Regions from separate parts of the Anas platyrhynchos genome. Here region 1 is linked to region 2. The links are chromatin contacts, called in public Hi-C maps. All regions are on one chromosome and are shown on one strand. Each heading gives the region's core, a stretch centred on a gene start, on an enhancer-like site or on the middle of the called end of the contact. The rest is flanking DNA. Distances are from core to core; before and after follow the strand shown. Region 1 overlaps DAPK2 (death associated protein kinase 2). Region 2 has its middle 6.2 kb from the start of HERC1.

What was found. A called contact is a pair of places that touch in the nucleus more often than the background predicts.
Region 1: a contact with region 2 is called in a Hi-C map of skeletal muscle, with 2.5 times the contacts expected there. The contact joins two enhancer-like sites. A contact is called at or near these places in 2 of 8 Hi-C or Micro-C datasets (both in skeletal muscle).

What each region holds. Positions count from the first base shown.
Region 1 is chr11:11,103,309-11,107,681 of IASCAAS_PekinDuck_T2T, reverse strand. All of the region lies in intron 4 of DAPK2 (death associated protein kinase 2), which reads left to right. Among named protein-coding and RNA genes, the nearest start is that of DAPK2, 17 kb to the left of the region's middle. Within about 2 kb of position 2,936, at least 4 of the 8 cell types and tissues checked have an H3K27ac peak or open chromatin away from gene starts, as enhancers often do.
Region 2 is chr11:11,048,503-11,052,931 of IASCAAS_PekinDuck_T2T, reverse strand. No RefSeq gene overlaps it. Among named protein-coding and RNA genes, the nearest start is that of HERC1, 6.2 kb to the right of the region's middle. Within about 2 kb of position 3,046, at least 3 of the 8 cell types and tissues checked have an H3K27ac peak or open chromatin away from gene starts, as enhancers often do.

The DNA.
Region 1 (4,373 bases), core at 1,687-4,186, 55 kb before region 2:
TTTTTTTTCCTGTGTTTGAGCTGTTGATCAAAAATAGTTACTTCCAAAAAAAAATAGATTGCACAGAATCTTATCAAAATTCATCCCTCCTCAAATGTGGTTCTCTGTTTCTAAATGTCACTTTTATTCAAGTAACAGCAAACTGTGCCTTTCACCATCCGTTTCAATATACTTCTCTGTCAGAAACCTGTTAATTGTTTTGTGTGCTGTGAGGAGGATCCTGGCATAAGCTGCTTGCAGGAATGTTTGTTGGTAGCAGATCACTCTAACTGCATGTCTAAATGATGGAGATGCTTCTTAAAAAATGAGAGAAAGTTAAGGATAGCTTAACTGCCTTGGGCATATGCAGCTGTCAAATAGCCCTTGGCCCTTCAGCCAGGGAAAGTGCCTGGGAGAGGAGGCCAATGGTGGAAAATCATAAATTGAAGCCAAAATGAGCCAAGAGAGGGAAGAACTGGCCTGCTGGTCTAGGGAAGTGGCAGTAGCAGAGCTCTCTAGGGAGCTTTTCAAGAAAAAATGTCTTGGGATGTGTTGTGATTTGTATAGATTGCTCTGTCCAGGTAGAGAAAAGCAGTTCGTGTCCAACCTCGCAGGAGCATTTTCCAGCTGTGCTGGCAGACGCTGCCAGGGGTGGTAGGTACACAAAGAGTGCTAGAATTTCAGGGAGATGCAGGGCAATTCATAAAAGGTTGTGCCATAGAGTCATCAGTCTAAATGTGTTGTCAGCTCGTCTGCAGAGGGCTGTTGACACGTGTGCCTTCTGGGCAGTGTCACTGTTGCATGTCAAGTCTGGGCTGAGGGTAGGAAGTGTGGTGGAGCCTGGCTGGGAACCTGGTGTGGCAGTGCCAATGAGAACTGTGTTCCTGCAGGGCAGTGTGAGAATGGCACTGCCGTGTCCTGAGACAGTGCCCTGCTCACCACAGCTCAGCTCTTTGCAGCACACAAGCATCATGCTTAACAGAGAAACCTGAGAGATGTCTGGGATGTTGTTTTGTTCATGGATAAACAAAAATTTGTATGTAATTGATCTAACAAGATGTATGCGATAGGATGCTTCCATTTTTTTCATGGTGGTAACATTCAGGCCATTTCTGAGCAATTATATTTGTTTTCTGCATCAACAGGACAATGCTCCATGTTCTGTTGTACTTTTTAAATACGTGGAACTTTGACTTTCTGGACTTCAAAGGGATTGCTGGATGTTTTTTTCCTCTTTGGGTAGGGTACTTCATTTCTTTGTATAATTGCAGCTCAGCAGTCATCTTGTACGTAGCTGCTCTGGTAGAGAGCAACAAAACAGGTGCACGCATTAGGTGTTTGCTTTGGGTGAAGTTGCTTCCTTCTACGTTGTGGGCTGGCCCAGAAGAAATTCCAGATGATTCAGTCACTGCCTTAATGTGAAAGGTAATGACTGTGATTTCTGTTGATTACTGTGGGCATGAACCAGCTTCTGGCTTCTTAGCCCCTGCTGACCTGGGGTGTGGTTAAAGCCAAGCTAAATCTTTAATTAATGGCTATTCATATCTCCTGAAGTTCCCCATCTCCAGCTACAAGTTCTTGCCTCCTCCCTGCCATGTGTGTGATCAGGTTGGCTTGCTGAGACAGTAGACTTGTTTTGTTTTTTTTTCTGGGTAAAACTTAAAGAACACCAGATGCAACGTTTTACCAGTGCTAATGGGGTTTAGGGGCCTGGCACATAATCACTGTTCTGACAGCGTAACTAATAAATGCTTATTTACCTAATGGAAACCAAAAGCACAGATAACTGCGGTATTCTTTGTAGGAGAAGAACTTGGAAATCCATGATAAAAAGTCATGTCATCTAGCTAGATGGACTTTCCCTGGTAAACAGAAGGGTGTAATTAGAGCTAGGAAGTTTACTCCTCACACACATCACACTGTATCTTCATACAAGAATATTTTTTTTTCCCTGTATGTAGAAGTTATACAGTATTGGTCTTTCTCAGGCATGGAACTTAACTCTCTTCTTAGATTCACTTGTAATTTGAACTAGTTCTCTGAATCTGGAAGAGTAACCTTGGATTATTTATTTCCTATAATACATGCAGAACAAGTCTTTGCTTTCAATGCAAAATGTGACTTTAATTACTGAGCACTAACCAGTACCTATTAATATTTCTTGTTACAAAAATCTTCTATGTCATTCATTTGTTTCAATGTAAGATTCAATATACACTATGGCATGGGATACTTGATCACCATAACTAAGATTGTCATCAGCTCTCTAATACAGTCATTCTTTTTGGATTTCTATTCCTTCCAGTAGAGTGAGTGATTTTAGATTTCTCCTTTTTAAATGGTTTTCCCTGCTAGTTTTTAATGTTCTTTCAACTATTTCCAAAGTCTTTGTTTTGTATCATGAAGCACGGAGAAAAATTGTTTTGTTTTGTAATTGGAGTAATTAGTCTCAGTATTTGAGTTCTGTGGATCCATAATCCTCACAGAGAATTTGTATTGGTGTGTCTGTTTCCTATGTAGGAAGAGTGGAGAGAACAAATAGCATAGCTTCTGTGCTGTCCTGCTGCCGGAGGAGATTGTTTTGTGTAGCAGAAACTAAAAAAGATGAGGAGGGAAGTTCTTCCTCTTATTTTGGTGGACCAGAATAATCCACAAAGAGCAGTGAAGTGGGACTTTCAGGAACCCTTTGTGGTTTTGGCCTTACAGATAATTTTCTAAAAACTTGTTTAAAATGCCAGCATGATTTCCATCCCTTTCATTCATGGGGAAGGGGAAAAAGTATTTAACCATTAAACCATAGTACTGGTTCCCCCTTATAACTTATTGCTCTCAGGTATACTATGATCTGTTTGCATTCAGCTAGATTTGGACCTTTAGACACAGGGTACAGTGTGCTAACCTTCTGCATGCATGTTACGTATGCACTGGTGTTACTCCACATAGCAGAAGGAACAGCTTATCAAATCAGCTATTCCTGCTGAGCATGAGTCAGCTTTGACCTTCCCTAGGTCTCTGGACTCTGTTCATTCCTACTCCAAGAGTTGATATTCAATCTAAAACTAAAATGTGATAAGTGGGAAGAATTTCTATCATGCACATTTAATTCTTGAGCTTTAGATTAAATAATGCTTGCCAGGCTATCAGTAACTTGCCAGAATTGCTGCGCTAGTGCTATATCACTGCAGACTCTGCTTTTCCATCCTGAAGAGCTGATAGACTATATTGCTTGTCACTGTGTCATTGGGAAGCTTCCAAAAAACAAAAAACAAACAAACAAAAAAAAAACAACACATTTAACACAGCTTTGGAAGATGCTAGTGATGATTGAATAGGTGGCACAGTTTGTTGTGAGTCAGAGCTAATGACCCAAAATGATGTCTAAGGCATTAATTGTCTTTATTTCAGGTAACATGTTACTTAATTGATTGTTGATGTTATATATGTTAATTGGTAACATTACTTAATAGGCTATTAAGCCAATAATAAGTCACTGTTCAGGAATATAAGGTTTATTAAATGGTGATTTGAATTTCAAATGGTTTATTTGCTCCCTACTTACTCCAGTAAACTGGACCCTTCTGGCTTAGTCCATGTTCTTCCACTGTTCTGATTCTTTTCTGACAGTGGACGCATTGTCTTTAGCCCAGGATATGTTGGTTACCTTTGAGCTGTAAAGAGATGTGGGTGAAAGGTGCTGCAGACGTTATCAGACACAGCATATGTTCAGAAGTGCTCAGCACTTTCCTGTTGTGAGTATTGAAACTTACCTTGTAAAGTCACTGTTCTGGTGCATTATACAATTGGTTAGTAAAAACATGAGTGGTGGTGAAAATATCACTGTGTTTACAGTGGCAGCTGATTTTTTTTCTTCTTTATGTATAAAATAATACCTCTTGTTAGGTTTAAAGTGACATTGTTATAGTAGTGGTATTGTGATACTTCCCTTTCTCTATGAATTGGTTTTAAGTCACCCTGACACTGCCCAGCCATTAAGTGAACCTGAAGTGACATCAGGTTAGTCATGTCTCATAACATAAAGATTTTTTTCTGAACTCCGTTGCAGGGCTGGGTTAAGAACTCATGACGTGTCTGTGATAATCTTGCATGAGAGGTTGACAATGTGACTGTAGAGTATTGTGAATAGGTTTTACTTGTGTATCTTTCACATGCTTGAAGGATTTATGTACTTTTTAGGTGTCAAAATTCATATGAAATACTCTGTTAAGAAAATGTTTAAAGCATTCTGTTGTAATCTGGCATCTGCTGCAGTCTAGGTAGTGTGTAGTTACTCTAGGAGAGGTAGGAGAGGTAGCCACTTTATTTGCTTTTTTTTTTTTTTAAACAAAAGAAAACACTTTGTTTGCACCTTAAGCACAGAAAGTACAGTGATGTTT
Region 2 (4,429 bases), core at 1,797-4,296:
GAAAGATATCATGCACAGGACCTTGTATGAAAGAATTATGGTAAAGCATAATAATATTTTGCATTTGTTGGAGAAAGGTAATTTGTTTAAGGCAAATTATAGGTCCAAGTAGGAACATTTTACCAATTTCAAGGAGGAATAAATCAGTAGGAGACTTACTCAAGGTTAGATGGGTCAGTTGGCCTTTAGGTGTGTGTGTGGTGGAGCTTTCTGCCTAACCCAAGCCCTGTGGATAAACTAATTAAGGTACTACTCTTTTTCCTCCTTATGAGTAGGGACCGTAGATTGGTGCTGTGGTTATAACTATGTAAAGTTTAACTCTTCCTTACATTTTTCACCCTCTAAGGTTTCCTTGAAACAAAACTGAATTCTCGTGCTGGCTAGAAACAGTTTGAATTGTATTTGCTATTGATTCCAGTTTTGTGTGATGCAAATCTTAGTAAATATTAACTTGTGAAATGCTGTGGCTATGCCTTTTTGGAACAGCCATGGGTTTACTGTGCATTAAGTTAATGTGTACAGGCACACATCTCTTGCGTACTATATTTGGCAGTCCTCCAGTACACCCCCAGTGTCCTGCCAAGACTAACCAGTCTGTTTGCTTCTGTAGCTCCAGGGCCATGATAGCTGGATAACCCCTCTGCTTTGAATGCAAAGGGACAAGTTGTCTGTCTGTTTGCATCTGCCTCACTCCAGTAGTAAGCTCAAAGGTGACATTAGAGCTCCTTTCTATCTTGCCTCCTTTCCATCCAGAGGTCTCAGGTTGCCTTGGTCACTGAGCAGGAAAGACAACAGGAAGAGGAGGGGAGGGGAAGCAATTGTAACAAGTGCTGTTCTTTTTCTTAACTGTATTGCTAAAGGAATATGAAGTTGAGACAATTGTAGTGTTGTGCAACAGTGGTTCTTAAAAAGAAAGAGAAACAAAACTCATTTATAAAGCCCTAAAGACATTGTGAACAACTGATAAGAACACAGCTGGGGAGAGGCAATCCTATGAAGAGTACTTTGACCATGAGTCATTTAGTGTTTAACTCTTTTCTAATGTCTTTATGTGTAGAATTATTATCGCATAGTATTTAAGCTACATTTTGGCTGTGCACTGGATGCTGTCATATGGAGATAATTTGAGTTACTAACCTGTTTAAAATTCTAATAAAACTTCTGCCTCTACTGAAAATACTGTGTACATGTGCATAGATTAGCTTGGAATTTGTCTTGTGTACAAATTTTAATATCACTCAATTGTTCAGGTATAATCCTTTTATTTCACCCTTTACATCCTCATTTATTATCTTCCAGTGTGTTATAAATGAGGTCTCAACTCAATCTGAATTTTGTAATATTTATAAAACAAATATTTCTAAAAGGTATAAAAGGCAAGTAAACAGCGCTGGGTGTGTGGGGAGTCTATGCTCCACCAACACGCACACACAAATATGAAACATTCTAAATATACAGAACACTGCTTTACATACTAAACCCGAGTATGCCTATACATATGTAAAATCAGAAAAGGTAACAAACAATCCTTTAAGTTCTATGACTTAACAGTCTCCATTTTCCATTCCTTTTCTTGATTACTAACAAGTCTCTATTTTCCATTCCTTTTGAACAATATGTCTTGCTTTAAGTTGTCAAGCAACTCGGTCTTCAGGCCTTATGTATCCCGTCCTTCCCAGATCGAAGAAAAGCATAGCCATCTCCTTGTGAAGGCCAATAGGCCTGGGTCAAAAGGCACGTCCAGGTCAACCGGGGGCGTAACAGCAAAGGCCTTTGGTGGCTGTAGCAGCAGAGGGGCCCATGGCGTAGCAGTCAGATCAGTAAAGGAGCCCGCAGCTCCCTCACTGTCTGGCAAACCACACGTTTCTGACTGTGGTCCCACAGGGCTCTTTAAGGCCTCAGAGACTGCTCGCCAGGTGCTGAGCAATCCCACTGCAACTTTGCCATTTTTAGTTGCAGAGTCCCACACCTTGACTGCAGTTTGGTCCCGTATTTCAGGCTCATAATCTGTCCAATTGTTAATAAAGAGAATAAGCTCTAAGGTTACCAGGACAGTCTTTGTTCCTAAGGACGTATGATTCCCCATAATGCACAACTGCTGACCAGTGAGGGGCAGTTGTGTGCGCGGCTCCGCTTCTCTCAGCTCGAGCTTCTCTCCAGCTCCAGTGCACCTATTCCCAGCGACTTTCTGTACGAGCTTCTCTGAGCACTTTGCTGAGTTTGGCCGAACCTATCTTCATGAGGCAATCAAAGTGCCTGTTCCCATCCTGGTCTCCGTTCTGCCAGCCTGTTCCTCTTCACTTCTTTTTCTTGCTTCTTTATTGATGACATAACTTCATCGTGTTGCCTTTTTTTTATCTTGAGGGCAGGCTTCCCTCTTATACCCTTTTCTCCACAGCAGTTCTTTTCAAAACAACTTTTCATTGGTCAAAACAACTTTTCATTGGTCAAACAACTTCGAATGTAACAACAACAGCAAACACCCAGAAACATCCATGCCTTAACGGCTGGAGAACAAGAAACCGGAGACTGCATGGAGTCTCCTGAATCACCTTTGTTCCCTCTAAACTCTTTTATATTCCTGATGGCCTCATCGTTAAGAGTCTAATGTTATCTCAACCACGGGGTTTTCCAACCCCCATGGCCACATTCCCAAATCTCCCCCTTCTTTATTAATATCAACCATTTTCTTGACACAAATTACTACTCCATATATAACAAGTGCAAACTCCTCCTTTTTCCCATGTGTTTTTCCCATTTGTTCTGACAAGTTTCTTATTTTGGCCTGGTGGAGACATTTTTGTGGTGCAGAACAGTGTTTCCCAAAGACTGGCTTGTAACAGTTTGAAGAATGTGCCAACTAGATAAAGAAGGGAAGAGATGGTGATAGATGGAATTGGATCTGAAACCTGAGGTTACTCCAGACTGGCTCCTACTCTGTATTTCACAGTGTGTTAGGATCCACAGAATAATAAGGGAAGTGACACAGCCGCCTGCAACCCTGAGCTCTGAAAAGTGCTGACTGTGTGGCAATGATGGATTTGTGTTGGGGTAAGCGCCAGCTGGCCACGAGGATGTGGCTGTAGATTACTTTCTAACAAATAGCAGTTCGTATGGCTCAGCTTGGAATGAACAGGAAGTGCCATGCAGAAGAACTGCCACTCCAAAATATGAGTCAGATGAAATTACTGAGTGACGCAGATGCATATATATCAATGCCTCCACATTTGGCATGCCTGCACAGGCGAAGCGTTCTAATAACAGCCTCCTTCATATACCTTGGATCCACAGGAAAAGAGCAAGCATTACGGTGAGTAACATACAGAAGACATAGGTGACTGGTATTTTTAGTTTAGTCAGTTTTTCTGGACACTTAATAGATTGGTGTAGGCTGGCTTTAGTCATGTTCCTTATTCTTTCCATATTTCATGTTCTTTGTAACTGCTTCTTCCACACCTGCTCAGTGACTGACATCTTCCTCCCCTTGCCTTCTTGCCCTTGATTGGTAAACTCAACTGTATTTTTTTTTCTTTTGCCTTGTGTGAATTGTGAATTCAATGGCCAAGAAACGTCTGTCTTGTCTGTGAATGAGCCCTCACAGAGAAATGATTGTTTCATGACCTTTCCTTACTGAGATGAGTATATAATAGAAGACTCTTCCTGTGTATTTCTGAACAATAAGAGCAACATTTATTTGGACAAATCTGGGTCCTGCTCTCATTACATAACTGCACAGGCAAATCACTGATTTCAATAATGCTTCAAACTGACAAAGTTCTACCCACACGGACTTAATTGCACGATGAGGTCACAAGTAGCAGTTTGATGTCCTCTGTCCAATCAAGGAGCATATGTTCAGTGTCTTACACTGTTGGTTTGGACTCTTTCCTTTTTTTTCCCCCCTTAAACCATTGTTTCATTGCCACCAGTGAACAAACCAGTATTTATTCTTCTAATTGCTGGCCTGTTTCTGTATAAAATGATTTGACTCACATCCAGAAACATATAGACTCCTTTCATTGCCATGGCAACAGAAAGACATGCCAATGTTAGCAATGTCTGCTGGAAAAAAAAAAAAAAGCAGTTAAAGCAAAACACAGTTAAGTGACATATTTCATATGTAAATCCAATTTTATATAATGATCCCTAGTTATCCATTATTGTGGAGAAGTGGTTAAGAACAAACCCTAGATAGATACCATAGTGTAATGCTGAGTGTTAAGTCTTGTCCTTGCCACTGCATTCCAAAAAAAGATAATGCAAAAATAGTGTCAGGGAAATTGGTCATAATCTTAGTATAATGTCTGGACTTGAGGAGAATAAAGAGTTAAATGTGGTTGCTAAAAATAAGGGATCATTAGTAACAGTTTTAGAAAAAGAAAGGCTGGATAGTGCAGACAGAAGTGCAGATGTTTTTTTCATTATCATA